2 separate regions of the Gossypium arboreum genome follow, and region 1 is linked to region 2. Evidence: chromatin contacts called from public Hi-C data. All regions are on one chromosome and are shown on one strand. Each heading gives the region's core, a stretch centred on a gene start, on an enhancer-like site or on the middle of the called end of the contact. The rest is flanking DNA. Distances are from core to core; before and after follow the strand shown. Region 1 holds the start of LOC108470477. Region 2 holds the start of LOC108474219 (cellulose synthase-like protein E1).

Region 1 (5,011 bases), core at 885-3,384, 260 kb before region 2:
ATTTTAATTTACTACCAAGAAAAAAAATTCCGAATAACATTGACTACATTAAAAAATTGCTGAAATCCAGACTCAATCTTAAATCACGCAAATAATAGTGGCTAGTTGATTAATAAATTTGACTATTATGTAGTATGGACCCAAATAATTAAGGAGACCAAAAAAATATCATTTATGTTGTTTAATTAATAAACACAAAATTTAATTTTTGTAACATTTCATCCATTTTCAAATTTTCCTTTGACCTTTGAAACTGTATTGTGATATTCAATTTCTTTATTTTGTGAATTAAGATATGTTTTTTTTTGCAAGGGAGATGGCATATGTAGAAACCATTCAAGAGAACAAATCTGAATGGAGAGATGAGAAATGATAAAAATCTTAGTAAATTTAATGTTCCTCAATATTTATATAATATAAGTGCTGGATTTGTAGACATTTCACTAATATCAACTCCCACAGTTTAAAAACTATGCTTGCATATGCCAATGATGCAAGCATCTATTATAAGTGGCTAAATAAACACTATAATATAGAATTTTCAGGACTACAAGCAGGATTCACAATCCATTTACCATTTTATTATGTACAAAAACACAGATACCCCTATTTTAACATTCTTGTATAGAACTGGCATAATAAATCCTTGACACTTGGAGAACAACAGCAGATGAGTGGTCCAGATTTCTCCAAGCAACATTGCTTTAAATACCATCATAGTAACCACCGAATGTTATTTGAGCTCTGGTGATTGGTACTCCTCTCACCATTGAAATTGCTTCATTGAGTTTAGTTGTGTGATGAACCACTTGTTTCATCCTCTACAATAACAACAAATTAAGTTACTTAATCTACAAGTATTATCTAAAAATGGCCCTAAATTTAATGTGATGTAATTTGGAAGAAATGGTGTTGCTTTTTAATTTGGACTCTTAAATGATGAAATGTGTATATCCTTTTCATTATTATTTGCATTGTAGGGGTAATAAAGAAGACAAAATATATCTCTAATGTTCACATCAACATGTTTTATTTAACAAATATCAGATCAGTTAAAACTATAAATTTACAAAGATTCTCAATTTTCCAGGAAAGTTAAAAAAATAGACAAGAAAAAGTGAGAAAATTTTCATACCTTGTCATCACTGTAACGTTGGAACAGCAGTTTCTGGTTCAGTTGTTGTTTGTTCCTTTGTTGAGTTCCAAAAATGATGATGCAAAAAGTAGCCGCAGCAACACCAAAAGAGCAGATGGCTCCGATACCAGTCAAACTCCATTTCCATAAATTAAGGCCACCAGAGCTTTCTTCCCAGTTTACATCTTTATTCTCAGCTTTCTTTTCCACCAAATCTTTTATTTTGGGGGAACTCATGTTCTCCAAAAATCCAGTTTCATCGTCAAAATTAAACGTACCTGCAGCATCCAATTGAGGGATAACTCCTTTCGTAGTGGACCTTGGTGAGTCCATTTTGTTGGTCATGTCGACAGATTCATTGTTGTTGTAACTTGGTTTCCTAAACGAAACTTGTGTCTTCACTTCTTTATCACCTCCAACTGATTCCATACCAGCTTCTTTGATCTTCTCAAGGATCATGGATGGTGTAGAACTGAAATCAAGAGGTACCCTTTTGGTGATTTCCTTCCCTAGTTCATTTTCTGGAACCTTAAGGATTCTTGGTTCCAATGGAAATGGAACTGGGACAACTTGTTTAGCTATCTTCCCTGAATTCCCTGACGGTGGAGACTGTTCTTCATCGAAGTAGTCTGTGAAGAAAACAAGGTTTGAATCAGAAACTTGTTTTCCTCCATGGTCTTGATTGATATCCAGGAATCTATTATCAGGGAGGAAAACCCATTCATGATCAATATCCATCTCTTGGTGAATCATATTTTTTAGGAAATGGAATCTGATTCAAATGGGGGAGTTATTATAGGAAGTGAGGTGGGTGAAGGGATTTGAATTATTGGATCAAAAAAGGTGGCTTTACAAGGAGTTTTATGTGGAATTATGAGTGATGAGAGCAAAGGCCACCAGCACAAATGGTGTCCTCTAGCTCTTTGGAGTGAGAGATTAAACCTTTCAACCAAGAAAAAAATGACAGTTTTGAGTTCCTATGAGCTTATCCCTTCTAACAGGATGACAAATTAAGGGTGGTCCAAAGGGACCCACTAAGAGAATGCCTTCCCTCAAGTACCCAGTTCCAGGATATTTCTTTTTAGTTTTTTAATTTTTTCTTTATTTTTTTGTCAACAGTTAAAAGTTTTGAATACTATACCAACAGTTTGGTTAAAGTGAAGCCAACAGCCTACAATAAACCAGATAATGTTTTGAATACTATAACCACACCCAATAGTATATTTTTTCATATTATTATTAAACTAAGTAATGATTCCCAATTTAGATGATGAGAAAAAAAAAATAAAGAGGAAGAGAAAAGGAAAAGGAGGTGTCGGTTGCTTGTAGGAGTTTGCTTGGAATGATAGTGACTGGTAGGTTTTCGAAGAAAAAAAAAAAAAAGGAGAAAAATAAGATAGAAAAGATGAAAGTGAAAGGGGCATACAACTGTCCAGGGACTGGTATCTTCCTTTTATTATAATTACAAAGTTAAAAGATAAAGATCGTTTCTCTCCTAAACCATCTAGATTTACCTCTCATAAAACCTTTATTGGGTAGGCATATTTTCAAACACAGATAATAAACTTGTCTTCCATCATCAACAAAGTATTGATCCACTGGTAACTTTCATGAGAGTTGGATTTATATATATATACATATATAGCAAGTTTAGGTTAAAGAGAGGGGAATCCGTCTCGAGTATGCATTAGGGAAGTGTTTTTTTATTACAAGAAACACATTGTGTCTGTTTTGGTAAGTCGTTTTCCATGGAAACCAAACACGTTGCAGCTAAAGCCTTCGTATTGTTAAAAACTGCCTCCCCAACCTAAACCTAGCTTAGGTTGAACCATGGAGTGGCCTGGGAAGAAATTAATATAAAAAATAAAGAAAAGAATCTATGTACAAGTTGGTAATTAGTAATTTTGAACATGATAGAATTTTAATATGATTAATACAACATGGCTTATACCATATTAACATTTAGAAGAAGAATATAAGACTGATACATATGTTATTACCATGTATAGACTTTACGCTGCCTAGACGTGGTCTGTTTCATTAATTTATATAAAACGTGCATTCACTCTCTGCTTTTTTGGACATTTTCAATTTTCAATTTTTCTCTGTTTTATAAATAAGATCATAATACACTTCAGTACACTTCAACTCACGTCCTTTTATATTGACAATACATTAATAATAATATTCTTACCAATTAAATTAAGACTCAATCAATATATTAACCATCATTTTAACTATAAAAATATAAAAAAAGTTTTAGACAGTGATTTATTAATTGGGTATTTATTTTTCCTAAAAATAACATATGTTGAATTCATAAATGAAGATGATACCAACCCATGAGTTGTAGACCGAAGCCACAAAACAGGACTTTGCCTAATGGGCTAATTATTAAAAGCAAGGTGAGACAAGTGAAAATCAAATTGAATTCTTATTCAAGAAATCATTTATATTAGCTTGAATGAGGCTTATGATGAGTGTGACGTTAAGAAGTCCAAGTTTAACTTTTGTTGGATCAATTTTGGAGTTCTGAAATAAATTTCTCTTTCGGCCATGCTCTTGTTGGATTGAATTAGAAAAAGAGTCGCGACAGATCCAATGGACTTTACGGATTAGCTGTTGAAAATCAAAGCAAAATTGTGATAGTCCGTTTACAAGAAGTGCAGCCCACATTGGTTGATTCTATACCAAGTAAATTACGTCCGCATACAATAAATGATAAGAAGGTAGCTTGAATAAGGAGACTTGGAGATAATGGGGACATTTAAATATTTTTATCTCTTTTAAATTGTTTTTTTTACCTCTTATCTTTATTTTAAATCTTTTTTTAAAATTTTTTTTGTATCTCTTTCATTTTTTTTTCATTGGACATTTGCCACCCACTTTTAGACCAAGTTAATGAATATTGAAGTTTTTCTCACTTTGGAAAAATAGTTTGTGAATTTGAGAGTTAAAAGTGAATTTTCTCTTGATTTTTTTGAAGTTTGTTTCCTTTTCAAGTTCTTTCGAAGTGGTAGAGGATTCAAGCTAGTGTGAAAGCTAGAAATTTTTTTTAGGGGCCGGACGAAATTTTAATTTTTTATAGTTTATATCTTTATAATTTGTAAAGAATTAAATCGAATTTTTATAATTTTAAGAGAGGTCAAAGTGCAATTTTATTATTATTAATTTAAAATTTTTAAAAAAATTAAGGGCCAAAATAATAATTTTACATTTTATGGGGGCCATCATAGCTTCGCCCCTGATTCAAGCTTTTTCCTTTGGTCGACGTTTCTAATTCCTCTAAATTAGGGGTTTCATTGGAGTCCACCTGATTATTGAGGATTTTGAACAGCCTTGTTCAAGAGTTTTATAGAGTTCTCTATCTCATTCTTCTTTTTATTTACTTTATATTTTCTGATTATTATTGTGATATTTTGATATTCAAAACTGATTTCTCTCTAGTATTTGTTCCAGATCATGTGGGTTCCGCATTAGTTGGTATCAAAGTGAATTTCAATGATGACTTTATCAAGTGTCGTTAAAGGAAGAGATGATTAGAGTAATAAAGGTGTTAAAGGTGACTCAGCTAAGGAGTACAACCCTTTGTTGATTGAGGCCTTACAAGGTTAAGTGAACCAGATGAAAAATAAACAAATTTAGCTTTAAGGGCAGACAGTGCAATGATCAAAGAGCAAATGGAGTTTCTTGCTCAGACCATTTCCAATCAAGAGAGAATAATGGTTGATAGTTTTCAAAAGCTTACTGAGGCCTTACTAATCATTCAATCTCTAATGATCAAACTTCTAAAAGAAAGGAGGTTGACATAGCTGATCCAGACCCAAAGTCTGATGGTGCTGATGTTGAGTCTGAATATGTTCTTAAAAAGGAATG
Region 2 (4,819 bases), core at 139-2,638:
CTCGTTAACTCGAGTTTTTTTCACTCGATTTGATTCGATCGAACGCTCACCCCTACCCACCACCATTTTCCATATTCTAATGGTCTATTTACTCAATTGGTTCTTCAATTAAATAAAAATTCATAGCGATTAATTTTTACCACTTTACAATTTAGTCCTTGTACCTTAATTAGCTATTTGATTAACAAAATTAATGGACCAAACTTTAATGAAACTTTAATACTAATCTCATAAATATTAAATAATAATATTTAAGAACTCTCTTACCAAAAATGGAGTTCCGAAATCGTATTTTTCGACATCACTAACTTTCGAGTCGTTACACTAAAACTCCCCTCTTTCAACCCCAAACTTCACCATATCAAAGGCCAAACTTAAGTAACTTAAAACTCACATTCTAGTAGCCAAAAACGACTTCCAAAACACCTCCAAACTAGATTTCTATAAACCATATTCGAAAAGTAACTAAAAGCATGATAACTTTGTTCATAAAACATAATAAAAAAGAGGCAAAACAAGTCAAAACATTCAAGTTGTTAATCTAGCATAATAAACTTATATAAAACCATTCAATGACCAAACTAAAGTACGGAAAATCAAAGCACGCATTGATACATTCAAAGTATATATAGCATGTTGCTCAAGGCCAACCAAAGTAGATATGGTTAATACCCCATTACAAGTAATATGAAACAATCATGTATGCACCCCTAAATGACTTCTTCAGTACATGTCATTAGTTATTAATGACAAATACAAAGGTTTCATACTCTTCAAATGAAAACAATGGTGTATGCTTGTGATCCTCAAGAAACACCGAGCCTTAGTTCGGAAGACCTATGCATAAAAACGACGACACGTTAAGCATAAAGCTTAGTGAGACAATAAGGATAAAACCTTATATACTTACCTTTAAACTAAGATTTACATCATATGCAAGATATATAATGCATTTAGAAGAAATGTGAATGACATTTACATGTCAATTCAGAAAAACAAAGAGCAGTTTAGTACCATGAGAACTCATACAAATATTCACATCAAACCATTTAAGTTTTATCAAACTAAAATCAAATTATTCATGAAAACCAGAGCTAGTTAACTTCAACCCTTAGTATGTCTAAAGAAAAAAAAGATATTATTATGAATTTCTGAAAGATAATTTAAAAACATTTTGATTTAATCTTGCAATGCTTAATAAAAAATTTTCAAATTTTTGTGGGACCATGACTGTTGTAATTAATTTTATGTGGATTTATAATTACAGGGATTAAACCTTAGATTTTATGTTAATCAATTTAAAATTTACACAAGTTTACCACTGTAATTCACATCGAATTTATTGGACTACCTTTATTATGGGCCCATGATCCCATATTCATTAGAAGATACTTCCTCCTTTTTGTTTCTTTTGAAAAGTAAAAGCCGAGCTTATCATTAATTCAATCCATAAACAAATACATCGATGCTCAGCTGTGTGTGTGAGAGAGAGAAATGGCAGAAAATGAATATGTTCCACTGTTCGAAACAAGGCAAGTTAAGGGACGAATACTGTTCAGGTGCATCGCAGCTTCAATCTTGCTTGGCATCTGCTTCATTGTTATGTATAGAATTAGGTATTTCTCAATTGGAGGAAAAGCTGAGAGGTGGACTTGGATTGGCTTGTTTCTTTCTGAGCTATGGTTCTCATTTTATTGGCTTCTCACCACTGTTTGTAGATGGAACGCTGTCATCCGTATTCCATTCATACACAGGCTCTCTCAAAGGTACATACATATCTTATTTATGTTTTCATCCCGGTTTGTTTCATATTTCATAATTGACCATTTACGTTGAATTCATTACTTTCAATCTTGGAAAGGTTCGGAAAAGAACTACCGGGCATCGACATATTTGTGTGCACGGCGGATCCGTTGTTAGAGCCACCGAGCATGGTGGTGAACACAGTTCTATCTATGATGGCATATGATTATCCACCTGAAAAGTTAAGCGTATATTTATCAGATGATGGAGGATCGAATTTAACGTTTTATGCCATGTTAGAGGCTGCAAATTTCTCAAAGACATGGCTGCCTTTCTGCAAGAAGTTCAAAGTGGAACCCATGTCTCCTGAGGCTTACTTTAGGACAGCTTCTGAACCACTCAATGTCGAAGAATGGCCTTCAGTTAAGGTAATTTTAAATCAATCATGCAAGTTGTTCGAATGTTTGCTTCTAAGTGCAATTATTATTTTTCTTTTTGCTTTTTTGGTTAAGTGCAATTTTTTATGTGGGGTTAAAAAATCTTGATAAGATTTATATTGGGTGCATTTCTGCATTATCATTGATGATGACACACGTCTCTAAAAATAGACTAGTAAAAGCACCATACGTATCCTCAGCCTTAGCAGCTCGGTCCCATTTGGTTTTTTATCCACATTTTCGCTTAAATCAATGCTTGAAATATCTAGACCATTCGTTGGATGATTTCGACCTGTTTGATTTTTATCAAATTCTAAAACATTTTAATTACATCGATAAATTATTAATATTATATAAATAAGATTATTTTATTACTGAAATCGCTAATTTAACCGTTAAATAAAATGTTAAATCTTCTGACATAAATTAAAATGAAAAACTAATATTTTTAAATCTTTTATAGAAATTATCATTTTTCTCTCTCGCTCTCTGATTTAAATTTTATTTTATTTTTAGTTTTAATTTTAAAATTATGAGGCCACATTTTATTTTTTTTTATTTTTTTATTTTTAATTATGTCGCATAAGATTTTATGTATCTAATAATTTCAATAATGAAAAACCTGATTCATATAACATTAATAAATTAATGATGTAATTAGAATATATTGACATTTGAAAACTAATTTAAAATGAGTATTATAATTTAGAGATGTCTGATATAATTAACTCTAATTTAATATGATATCTAAAATTGAAGGTTTAATGAATCCAATATATTACTTAAAAGAAAGAGAACCAGTATATTAAATTTGATAAAAAAATCAATTTAGATTATTTTACTAATTTTTCAAATATTTTGGTAAGGGATTAGATTTCATTTATACTTTAATTTTTCTTAATTTTATTTAAAATCCATTATTAACTGAAATGTAAAATTTTATTAATTATTAAATTAACTTATCCAACAATTTAAATCCACCATTTAACTTTTAATCGATTGATTTCTAACTTTTTTTTTCCAAAAACTGGTAGGACCAGAGCATTGTTGTTGATATAATTATAAAAATCAGGCCAGCTTAATTTTATTATTTTTATTTCCAAACAGAGAAGTTTGTTTTTGAAATTAAGCATTTTGTCTCATGCTAGTTAATAAAAAATAATTTGTTTAAGGTTTAAAAGAAAATTACATTCTTTTATTTTCTTCCCCCAAAAAATTGGGTATGTGGCACAATAATATGTTACTTATACATGCTATTTCCCCTCCTTTTTGACTTCTATGCTTATATCATTGAAAATCTTTTCCAGCACAATAGGGACCGAGCAATATTTATAATAATACTAATAAACATAAATTATAAATATATGTATTTTTATTTCGAGATATTGAGTTGATAATATTTCTATTTGATTCAACATTATATTATTTGTAATTTGTACAATACTTATATCTATGAATACTTTTAAAAATTCATGTAATCAATTTTTCTATTTTAAATATTTTTTGAATTAATGTCAAATTTTAAATATATAATTATTTGCACCTACATTTGATGTAAAATTTTGTTTTTTTCTTTGTCAATAATAATGCAGAGATTATACGAGGAAATGAAAATGAGGATTGAAACCACCACAAAGTTAAACCAAATTCCACAACAAGTCTATAAACAACACAAAGGATTTCGTGAGTGGAACTTTGTTACAAGTAAACATGATCATCAAACCATTCTTCAAGTAAATTGCTCATTTCATAAACTTCTAATTAGTTAGGCTTTGAATAGTTGGGCTTAATTAATAAATGATGTTTTGATTAATGTTTCTTAGATACTAATTGATGGACGAGACACCAATGCTGTGGATATTGAAGGCAACCCTTTGCCAACTCTAGTGTATTTGGCTAGAGAGAAAAGACCTCAATATCACCACCATTTCAAAGCTGGAGCCATGAATGCTCTTGTAAGTATAAATTTTATTTGGTATAATTGTGATTGTACCCTAAATTATTTTTGAAAAAAAAATAAACACTTAATCAATAATTTACAATATAAGATTCATTTATAAATATACTATTAATTCTATACGTTTAAATGCATATATAAATAGCTTATAAAATTAAATAAGCATTCAAACTCTTGCAAACAACTAAGTTATCAAACGTAGATTCGTATACTTTTGAACCAATTGAGTCACTGATTGGAAAAAGAATTAGTCAGAGGGAACAATAATTTTTCTTCCCATTAAAGATCTTTTTGAATGTGTAGAGAAATTACCTATGTGAGAATACAAACAGTAGTGGTTATAAAATTAGTTACGATAGTATGGGATTAAAATTAATTGTGATATATGTATTTAAATTTATATGTAGTTATAGCGATAATGTAAGAATGAAAAAAAATTATTAAAGATAAAAATTTAAATTTTATGTATATAATAAATATGTTAAAGGGTGAAAAGAGCTCTCACTACAAAATTAGTAAACTCACTTAAGTTATTATGAAAAAACTGCATTCAATTAAGCCATCAGTGACCCCAAAGAAAAATCAGTTAGCCCCTTCCATTAACAGAAACTATCAGTTGATTGGTTTGACCATTAACCACATTGACATGATAGATGAAAGCCACTAGAAGTTACCATGTGGC

The links. A called contact is a pair of places that touch in the nucleus more often than the background predicts.
Region 1: a Hi-C map of leaf shows a contact between it and region 2, with 2.4 times the contacts expected there. The contact joins the promoter of LOC108470477 here to the promoter of LOC108474219 in region 2. A contact is called at or near these places in 2 of 5 Hi-C or Micro-C datasets (both in leaf).

Annotation. Positions count from the first base shown.
Region 1 is chr11:106,123,292-106,128,302 of ASM2569848v2, reverse strand. LOC108470477 reads right to left here and starts at 2,134. Exons shown (of 2, transcript XM_017771801.2): 1 at 1,136-2,134; 2 at 463-821. The coding sequence starts at 1,888. The coding sequence ends at 705.
Region 2 is chr11:105,862,728-105,867,546 of ASM2569848v2, reverse strand. LOC108474219 (cellulose synthase-like protein E1) reads left to right here and starts at 1,388. Exons shown (of 7, transcript XM_053021870.1): 1 at 1,388-1,766; 2 at 1,862-2,171; 3 at 4,004-4,135. The coding sequence starts at 1,495.